2 separate regions of the Sus scrofa genome follow, and region 1 is linked to region 2. Evidence: chromatin contacts called from public HiChIP or PLAC-seq data. All regions are on one chromosome and are shown on one strand. Each heading gives the region's core, a stretch centred on a gene start, on an enhancer-like site or on the middle of the called end of the contact. The rest is flanking DNA. Distances are from core to core; before and after follow the strand shown.

The links. HiChIP or PLAC-seq counts read pairs in DNA pulled down with a chosen protein or histone mark.
Region 1: an H3K27ac HiChIP or PLAC-seq map of alveolar macrophages shows a contact between it and region 2. The contact joins two enhancer-like sites. A contact is called at or near these places in 1 of 5 promoter capture datasets (liver) and 1 of 2 datasets of contacts at active chromatin or transcription factors (alveolar macrophages).

What each region holds. Positions count from the first base shown.
Region 1 is chr10:64,890,847-64,895,928 of Sscrofa11.1, forward strand. RBM17 (splicing factor 45) reads right to left here. Exons shown (of 12, transcript XM_003130822.6): 4 at 4,591-4,757; 5 at 3,379-3,476; 6 at 2,726-2,782; 7 at 1,672-1,813. Among named protein-coding and RNA genes, the nearest start is that of RBM17, 16 kb to the right of the region's middle. Within about 2 kb of position 2,360, at least 7 of the 83 cell types and tissues checked have an H3K27ac peak or open chromatin away from gene starts, as enhancers often do. A contact at or near this core is called in alveolar macrophages, where this site is marked.
Region 2 is chr10:64,625,804-64,631,376 of Sscrofa11.1, forward strand. No RefSeq gene overlaps it. Among named protein-coding and RNA genes, the nearest start is that of PRKCQ, 190 kb to the left of the region's middle. Within about 2 kb of position 3,043, at least 21 of the 83 cell types and tissues checked have an H3K27ac peak or open chromatin away from gene starts, as enhancers often do. A contact at or near this core is called in alveolar macrophages, where this site is marked.

The DNA.
Region 1 (5,082 bases), core at 1,110-3,609, 260 kb after region 2:
CTCAAGGAGCCATTAGCCGGGAAGCCGTGGGAGGTTCAGGACAAAGCGAAGCCGCCGACACTGAAATGGGGCGCCCCGCCTCCGAGGTGAGGGAAACGCTGGTCCCCAGGGAGATCCCAAGGCCTGTGAGAGGACACTGGACGTCCTGGTGCCCCACTCGGCCCAGCTACGGGGCTCCTGACCAGGTCGTTTAAAAGGGAGCCCATCAAAAATTACGTATGGTTCAGAGAGCGAAGATGACTGCAACTTTCCAAACAACCGACTTCATCAGTGAGAAGACACTAGCGACCATCTATTTAAATACATGGAAGTAAAGAAACCGGGACCCAAGGGGCGATGAGCCCAGCAAGACCCCCGACAACGTCCACGGGGAAACCGACAGGGGCCCGCCACTCTGAACTCCCGTCCACTGCCCTGTCCAGTCTTTTCCCCCTGCACCGCGAGGGGCCTCAGGGGTCTCACGGGTGCCCCCAGAGACCACTACTCCTGAGGGCTTGAAGCACAGAGCCCTGCTTCAACCCGCCACTGTACCTACAGCATTTCACGTATGTAATTTCCTCAAACATTTCATCTGAACAAGCTGTCCTAGGGCTGGAAAGACCGAAAACTGCTGGACTGTCCTACACTGCACCTTCCTTACGGATGAAGATCTACCACGTCTAGGAGTTCTCATCGTGGCTCGGCGGAAATGAATCTGACCAGCATCCATGAGGACGCGGGTTCAATCCCTAGCCTTGCTCAGCCAGTTAAGGATCCAGCATTGTTGTGGCTGTGGCGTAGGCCAGCAGCTGTAGCTCCCATTTGACCCCTAACCTGGGACCCTCCATAAACCGCGGGTGCGGCCCTTAAAAAAAAAAAAAAAAAAAGAGAGAGAGAGAGAGAGACTCAAATCCTCTGGCAGGGTGCAAACCCCAGGCATCTCTGCAATTCTGACTGGCCCGTGGACGAGGGCACTAAGCACCGTGCCCACGCACACAGCGTGTGACGACAACAGTCCAGCACTTGTGCCATAGGCAGTGTCCTTCCAGAGAACACAGGACAAAGGCCTCAGTGCAATGCAACACTGCTTCATTTCATAGCCCCGCACAGCACGAGAGAAACAGACTAAACATAAAACACCCTCTGAACCAAAATGCATGCCAAATCCAGTGAGGCTTAAAAAAAAAAATCCCAAAGCCCCACCTGAAAATAAACATTAAAACTATTTTCATATGCTGGCAAACAAATTTCTAATTATCATTAGAATGACTAAGAGCTTTTAGACCAAAGGTTCGGAACCATGATTTTAAAGTAAAGGTCATTTTATCAAGGAAAAGAAAAAAACAGATCTCATCCACCCTGTGGACACAGCGTAAGTTAACTCTAATTCTCAGGAGCTACTTTATTTGCTCATTCATGTTACAAAACTCAGTATCAGCAGTGACCGGAAATGGCTCCTACCTGGAGAACACAGTGTCCAGCGTCTAAATCACTCAAACTCCCATGAGAAGGCCTCGCGTTTCGCACAGAACAGAGGCGTGTCCTGCCGGACACCCGCCTGTGCCGGGAGCACTGCTCCTCCTGGGGGAGGCGGTGTGACGCACACCCCACGCCCCCCACCCCGGACACCCTCACCTCCAGACTCACTCATCTACCCAAAGGGCCAAGGCCTCCCTGCAGCTGCACGGTTACCCCATGTTGGCGAGGAAGGAGTTGCCCGGGCCGGTCGGGGATCTGGGTCTGTCCTGTTCCTCGTACACCGGGGGAGGGATAGCAGCTTTGGAAGACTGTGAACGGGGTCTGGAGTCCTCTTCGTACGGGAAGTCTCGGGGCACTGCTGGAGGAAAACAAAGCCAGTTTATCAACACGCTACAAAACAGTTCTGAGCTGCACTTGAGTCTTCTGCAGGCTCCAGCAGACGCCATCAACCCCTGCGGCTCCCACGACATCCTGTGCACCTGTCCTACAGTCTCGCGAGTCTCACACCCACGTGAGCCTGGCAGCACGAACGGTCTCCGAGGTGGGGGTGGCAGACTCAACAGGCAGCTTCCCAGAGACCCGGATGTGGGGGCCGCACTCTGAGACAGGTTTCAGCTGGGCTGGCTTTATGGTCGTCGGGTGTTTCCACACAAAAGGCACCTGACATTCCCCGACCTCCCTTCTTTATAAACAGACGTGACGCGCACAGGGCCACAGTGGTGGAAAGCACCAGGGAGGATGTTTTCTAGGGAGGTCTGCGTGGGGTCCAGCCCAGATGATCTGTCAGGGCCAATTCCAACCCCGAATTCTAGAGGGAGAACCGGGAGAAGGCGGTTTGGGCGACCTGAGTGAACGCACACAACCCGGGCACCAAAACATCCGACCCAGGAAAGTGCTGCCACCTTGTGGAGGGTCACGTGCTTAACAGCCTGTAAATTACTGGGCACAAAAATTCTAAACTGAGCTGTTTTAACCTAACCCCGAATGTGAAATATCGGAGAAAACAAAACAAGTTGTTTTTAGAAACAAACCAAAAAGGCATCCCCCTGTAGAAGAACCCACGCCTCAGAGACTGGCACATAAACTGGCGAAGGCAGAAGGGGTGGAAGGGAGGACCAGGCCGAGGGCTGGAGCGGGACGGTTCCGGCCACTGCCCTGCCCTCGGGAAGCCCAGCTGGCCGCGGCCAGGACGTCCCCCGACTGGGCTGCAGATGCGCGGGTTGCAGATGCGCGTCTGGACAGAAGGAGGGGAGAGAGAGGTACGTACGCTCTTTGTCCTTCTCCACAAGAGACGTGGGGGGGGCGATGGCAGCGCCGCCCATACCTGCAAAAACATAAATTCCGCTGATCAAAGGCGGGAGAGCGCTTCAGAGTCAGAGTCTCAAGGATGTGACATTGCTGCCTGCTGCGTCACACCTCCCCCCGAGGAGGAAGGATGGAGGGACGTGGCTCCGCCCCTCTCACCAAAGCCCAGGGACTCAGAACTGGAATCCAGGATTAAACTTGGTGAAGCAGGCCTCACTGCTTCCCCTTTCCAGGCGAGAAGGAATCGTGGAGCCGCCCCCGGGCCGTGTGGGGTAAAGGACACAACCTAAATCGTGCTGAGAACCATGCTGGGCGGCCCAGAGCGCAGATCTGAAATTCTCAAGCAAATCGCCGTCAACCAGTGGGCGACTAAACCCAGGAAATCCCAGCGTTGGACAGGGCACGCTCGAGAAGGGTCGGGGCCCAGCGACCCCGTGGCACCAAGGACGTGGCTCAGACACGGCGGGTGTTAGAGCTCCGACGCTCACATGGGTTGCGGGGATCCGCAGAAGATCCCCCAAGTCAGCGCCAACTCAACGACTTATCGAACCGAACGTGAAAGGCCAGAGGGAGAGCCCGCAGCTAAAGCGCCCCGGCCGCGCGCTCCCATCCTACTTCGCTTCCTCCTCTCTCGCTCGTAGTCTTCATCTTCGTCCGAATCTGGATCCGGCCGCCGTGAAAAGCCACTGGCCTCATGTCTGTCCTTACGCCTCCTGTGACAACAAAGGAAGCAACACTCATCACAGAGGAGCCAATTTAGAGACACAAACCCAAGGAAGTCACGAGACCGTACCCCCCACACTAAAGGGTTGGGGTGTGTGTGTGTGTGCGTGTGCGTGTGCATGCGCACGTGCCAAGAGCTGGCTGAAGACCAAAGTAGCAAAAGTATGAGGAGAACAATCCAGAAGATAGATGGAGCAAATCTGATAAGTACAAGCACAGCAGCAGGAAAAACATTTCCTTGGAGTTCCCAGTGTGGCTCAGCACTCAACGAACCCGACTGGCATCCATGAGGATGCAGGTTCGATCCCTGGGTTAAGGATCAGTGGGCTAAGGATCCGGTGTTGCCGTGAGCTGTGGTGTAGGTCACAGATGAGGTTTGGATCCCGCGTTGCTGTGGCAGTGGTGTAGGCCAGGGCTGCTACCACTACAACTGGACCCCTAGCCTGGGAACCTCCATATGCCCTAAAAAGACAAAAAAGAGAGAGAGAGAGAAAAGAAAAAAATTTCTTTGATATTTCCCTCTCTCACTTTTAAAGCATACCAAGAGAGCTAACAGTTAAGAAAAATCAGTAAAAGAGTAACATTTTTAGTATTTTAAAGAGTTAGGATTCTAGCAGACTCACAGCATAAGCAAAAAACTATTATTCAACAGCGAGTTTCTAAGTTAGTTTGTTTTTTTGTCTTTTTGCTATTTCTTTGGGGCTGCTCCCACGGCATATGGAGGTTCCCAGGCTAGGGGTCGAATTGGAGCTGTAGCCACCGGCCTACGCCAGAGCCACAGCAATGCGGGATCCGAGCCTCATCTGTGACCTACAACACAGCTCACGGCAACACCAGAGCTTTAAACCCCCTGAGCAAGGGCAGGGATCGAACCCGCGACCTCATGGTTCCTAGTCGGATTTGTTAACCACTGCGCCACGACGGGAACTCCCTAAGTTACTGTTTTAAGAACACACCCAAATGATCCTGCATCTGTGCCTGAAAGTGGCTCCGATTCTGTCTTCACGCCGGGATGTACACAGCCAGCCCCCGCCCTCCCGCTGCCTGCTCAGATGGGTCACGGTATTTCGAACAAAGAACACCCACGTCCACACGGAGCCTTACTTCTCTCTCTCTTCTATCTCCTTCTGTCTCTCCAGCTCCCGCTGTCGCTGCCGCTCCTCTCGCTGCCGCTTCACCACCTTCTCGTAATCGTTAGGAAACATGGGGTCATACTCGTCGGCCAAGGGGATCAGAACTTCTCCTGCGGAAAAGCCACTGGGAACAGGGTCCTGAGGAAGGGAAAAGGCCAGAGTGAGCACCGGCCTCCGTCCTGGAATCTTACTCAAAGATTCCGGTCGAGGAACGGGAGGGTCCGAGGGGCCCTGAGGAGCCTGTCTGCCCGTCGTCCCGAGGAGGGACCAGACGCCAGAGGAGGTTCGGTGACCTGACGGGGCTGCACATCTAGCTCAGGAGCAGAAGACGGCAAGGAACCCGCCCAGGTCAGGATTCGGTCCACCAACACCTGCACCAGTTCCCCAGGGGTCCTCGAGGAGCTGCCACCCCAACACTGGCATTTGCTTTTAGCGAACACTGCACGCTTCTCTTGTTATGTAC
Region 2 (5,573 bases), core at 1,793-4,292:
AAAATTACAGTTTTAAAAAAAGTTAACATAATAGGTTGAAAAAGAGTTAAATCTCCCAGAAAATAGATCAGAAGGACAGCTTTGAAAATGTCAGCAAACACATCAAATTTCAGTCCTGAGGTTCAGTGTCCAAATACAGGTGCAACCAAAGGAGCAACAAAGAGACAGAGGGGAGGAAGCTCTGAAAGAACTCGTGCCAGAACACGACTCAGAACCGAAACATGCTGTCAGGTTGAACAGACTATTTTGACACACAGTAAAAATGAATGAAAAAAAGACATCCGCAGCCAAGCACAAAATAAAGAAGTTTCAGAACACTGCTGACTTGAAAGCGAGAGAGAGACAGAGAAAGCGGACCCAAAAACCTTCCATAAAGACGCCACCTGCAATGATATGTCATTATCCACTGTCACACGGAAAGCTCCAAGCCAATGGAATAATGCCTTCAAACTGAGAGAAAACAGATTTGGGACTGGCACATGCACCCCGGGCTACATGGAATGACTGGCCAACCGGGACCTGCTGCACAGCGCAGGGACCTCTGCCCAACCCTCCGCTGTAACCTGCGTGGGAAAAGAATCCAAAAAAGCATGGATGCGTATCTCTGAGTAAGTGACTCCCTTTGCGGTCCAGCAGAAATGATCCTAACTCGTAAATCAACTCTTCTTCAATCAAATTTAAAACATGAAAAAAGAGAAAGCAAGTGTGAACGGTAAATTCCATAACGAACCCCGCTATCACTCAGGCATTAGGTCAGAATAAAAACACTTTCCAACAATTTAGTTCTCCAAAAAAAGTCTCTCCCATGCACCCTTTATCAAGAAGATATATTTTACAAAAAAAAAAAAAAAAAAAAAAAGGCATGTAGGAGCTTGGGGGCGGGGAGGGGTCATATGCCAGGGGAGGGAACTTGAGCAAGGAAGACAAAGAGAGAGGAAGTGGGAAACAGAGGACCCAGCAGAACAGGACGTGAAGGAAGAGGAATCCCCAGACTCACTATGAAAGAACTTGAGACACAGCTCTGCTGTGACACAGGCCCAGAGCGACCACTATAGACACAGCTCTGCTATAATATAGCTTAGACCACAGCTCTGTTATAACACAGGCCCAGAGAGCAACCAGCACAGACCACAGCTCTGCTGTAATACAGGCCCAGAGAGACACAGCCATGCGATAACACAGGCCCTGACAGCAACCTGCTTAAACCACAGCTCTGCTATAACACAGAGCCAGAGAGCAACCCACTTACACCACAGCAGGATGACAGAGGGCTACAAGAAGGAAAAGAACCAAACACACAAATGGAGTAGCTGCTGAGTTTAAGTGCATTAAAAAGAGATCACGGTTCTGACATCTGTGGGTAAATTAGGGACAGAGACACAGAAAACCAAGCTTTTAATAAATGAGGTGGTTACCAATTCTAGGTAAAATAAAAACATGTTCAAAAATGCAAAGGTAATCATAATACATTACACAGACCCACTGGGACTAACAGTCCCCTGCCAATAATTACGCGAATTTAAAATGAATCAAAATGAAAGCTACAGCCTAAGTGGAACAGGTGGCGAGCAGCAAAGGGTACATGTATGGTGGAGTCGGTGAAATACATCCTCATCTTTGAGCCAAAAAATAATCTCAAATTTTTAAAATCAAGAAGGAGCAGCATACAAATCTACTCGAGATGCATAAGGAGAAACAGCTAGAGTCTGCAAATTATGTGCACCTATTACGCTGAATACACACAGCCAACACACACACACACACACACAGAGGGAGAGAGAAAGAGATGATAGGTGAAAGACAGATAATAGATGGATGAAAGATACATAGATAATAGATGACAGAGAAAAGGAAAGAAAGAAAGAAAGAAAGAAAGAAAGAAAGAGAAAGAAAGAAAGAAGGAAGGAAGGAAGGAAGGAAGGAAAAGAGAGAGAAAGAAAAGGAAAGAAAAAGAAGAAAGGAAGAGAAGAAGAAAGAAGCAGGCTCCTTGGGAGGTAGGAAGTTCCCTGGACCAGGGACTAATCAAGCTCAGGATGTATGAGAACGTTGTCAGAGGCCTCAGAGGGCTTTCAAACATCAGACTCCAGTTATAAGGGAATCAGTCACCAGGTCTCCCTCTAACCGCTACGATTTTGTGAGGATTCCTCAGAGTTTGGATGGAGGGGGGTACTGACAGCTCCTGAACTGAGTGCCAGGCGTGGGTGAGCGTCTGAAAACTCCCTGTAAGGGGGCGCAGGCAGTTTCCCTTCCCCTGACTTAGGGGCCCGCGGGGCTGGGGAGAGAAGACAGAAAAAGGCTGGCAGCAAAGAAGGAACCAGGCTTAGCTCGCTTCCTGTCTCCGTGAGGAAGTCAGTCTGGGGCCCAGACCGACCTCTGAGAGGAGGCAGCGACGGGGGTTTACCCCGGGCAGCCTTCTAAGCCTCTCAGCTCTCAGGCTGAAGCATCCTCAAGCAAGAGACAAATGTCCAATTTTACCATCTAAATATTTTTCATCCTCAGAGTCTGATTCTGCCTCTTTCCCCTTCTTTTAAATAAACCCAGACTTCATTTTTAATAAATTCTCTAAATTCACAGCAGCATGCAGTTAATTTAAAAACAGGGATGTCGCTATCGGTAAGGGGAGGGGAGTCCGTTTAAAATCCAAAGGGGAAGATAATTTTTCTGCCAGTGCCCGTAGTAATGACCACATGTGTTCTCTTGTTTGTTTGTTTGTTTTTTCCAGTGCTGCAGGCTTTTAGAAGCTCTGGGTGCCCCACCGAAGATACACATTTGAAAAACAAACGGAAAATCTAAGTCCAGCGAAGCCTACTCAGATTTCAGTCAGTATTTCAAAACATCAACAGATAACATCGACCCCAGAGAAATGAGAAACCACCCATTTTAAACTGCCCCCACGGTCACCCGGGCTGCCCTCCCTCCAACCCCCTGGAGACAAGATACCCACGGATGTTGCCATGGAAATTGTGCTTTTAGGGTTTTCCTCTGATGGGTCCTTTGTCGCATGGCAAGGTGGAGACCTCTAGTGTCCACAAACTGCATTTCCTCCAAGAAGAAATGACAAGGCTGGTGTTCGTGGCAGGGGCTGCATCAAGAGGAAAGCTGATGCTACTCGCTGGGTTTGGTCCTAAAACGGCAGAACCCCAGCGTGGCATGAGAATAAGAAGCTTCTGCATTTTGCACTCATGATGCACCTGGTCAACTATTTCAAGAATCCAGGCTGCTTCATCGTGGTGAACTCCCCCAGAAGGCACGTTTTCCAGGTAGACCAGGAACTGGCCCGAGCCTTTTTCAAAAGAGAAAAACATTCAACAATTGCCAACAAGGGAACTCCATCCACACTGCAAGCCCAGGGAGTGCCCATCGCGGCTCGGGGGTAACAAACTCAACTAAGCTCCATGAGAATGCAGGTTTGATCCCTGGCCTCGCTCAGTGGGTTAAGGATCTGTCATTGCTGTGAGCTGTGGTGTTGGTCACAGATGCGGCTCAGATCCTGCATGGCTGTGGCTGTGGTTGTGGTGTAGGCCGGCAGCCACAGCTCCAATTTGACCCCTAGCCTGGGAACTTCCCTATGCCGCACCTGTGGCCCAAAAAAGAGAAAAATAAAACATTCTGTGACCCCACCAATCCCAGAGTAACGCATGGAAACATACGGTCCCTGGGTCTCAGCACAAAGGGAATTTTAGGGACAGCAGTAACCATAAACCATAAACCAAAGGCTTACAGTATGATGCTACCTTTCCCTCACCGTGACCTTGACCTCATGACTTTACCTTCCTGGTCTAAATTTGGGAGTTGATACCCTGAGGTAAGTGAATGAGCTGAAATTATCCTACAAAGTTTGAGTATGTGTATATGCATGGATTTTCCTGTGTTTAAGATTTTCTCAGAGTTCCCGTCATGGCACAGTGGAAACAAATCCGACCAGGAACTATGAGGTTGCGGGTTCAATCCCCTGCCTCGCTCAGTGGGCTAAGGATCCAGCGTTGCCATGAGCTGTGGTGTAGGTCGTAGACATGGCTCGGATCCCGAGCTGCTGTGGCTGTGGTGTAAGCGGGCAGCTGCAGCTCCAATTAGACCCCTAGCCTGGGAACCTCCATAGGCCATGGTGCAGCCCTAAAAAGACAAAAGACAAAAAAAAAAAAGATGTTTATTGCCGTTTCTAAGAAATTTGATTATGATACATCTTGTGTTATTTTTTTCTTGGGCATGGGATTCCTTGAGCTTATTGGATCTGTGAATCAAAGTTTTCATCATATTTGGGGAATTGGGGTCATTATTCCTTTAAATATTTTCTCCATCTCCTTCTTTCCTTTGGGAATTCCAAGTGTAAATATATTTGGACATTTACTTATTCCATAGCCCATTGATGTCCTATTACTTTTTTTCTCATCTTTCTTTCAGGATTTTATCTTGGATGTTGGTTGGTTTGTTGGCCTTGTTTGTGTCATGTGGAAGTTCCCAGGCCAGCGATGGAACCCGAGCCACAGCAGGGACAATACCAGATCCTTAACCCACTGAGCCACCAGGGAACTCCTTGGGTGGTTTCTATTTCTACATCCTCAGGTTTACAAAGCTTTCCTTCTGCACTTAACCCCATCAGTGTATTGTTTATCTCAGATGTTGTCATCTTCACCTCTAGAAGTTTAATTTGCTTTCTTTGAAAAATTTTCCATGTTTACACTGAATATGTTCAATATTTCTTCCAGCCTGTTAAATTCATAGAATGCAACTTAATAATATATTTAATATCCTTGGCTATTAATTCTGCCATCTATGCCCTTTCTGGATCAGTTTTGATTAATTGATTTTTTTCCCTTCTCTTTAGAGGGTATATTTTCCTGTTTCTTTGTCTGCCTGGTAGTTTTATTACTGGGTGCAGGATTGAAAATTTTTCTTTGTGATTTTTGTACTCTTAGAAATATTTTAGAGCTTCATTCTGTGATGTGGAAAAGTTACTTGCTTTACGATCTTGCTTTAAGCACCAACAGACAAGGCTGGAAACCTTGATTATTAGGCCAAGGCCTTTTTTTCTGCACTACCGTGGCAGACCTTCTTCGTACTTTAGGCCCTGTCCTGTGGAGCATGAGCTTCTGCACCCTGGCTGTTGGGAAAGGGCACTATTTCAACACAGAGAAAATTCTAATCTTGGAGTTTCCATTGTCACTCAGTGGGTTAAGAATCCGATTAGTCCCCACGAGGATGCAAGTTCAATCCTTGGCCTCACCCAGTGGGTTAAGGATCCAGAGTTGCCGTGAACTGTGGTGTAGGTCACAGATGTGGCTTGGATCCTGCATCACTGTGGCTGTGACATAGGCTAGCAGCTGCAGCTCCAATTTGACCCTAGGCTGGAAAATTCCATAGGCTGTGGGTGTGGCCCTAAAAAGCAAAACAAACAAACAAACAAACAAAAAACAACAAAAAAAAATTATAATCTCTCTTTACAGAAAACTAGGATACATGAGTAATCGTGCTCATGAATGATGATAAAAGACAGCAACACACCTAGGGATGCTGACGATATCAGTTGTGCCCAGCTGCCCTCACTGTTGAGGGGATCAATAACTCAAGGGCCT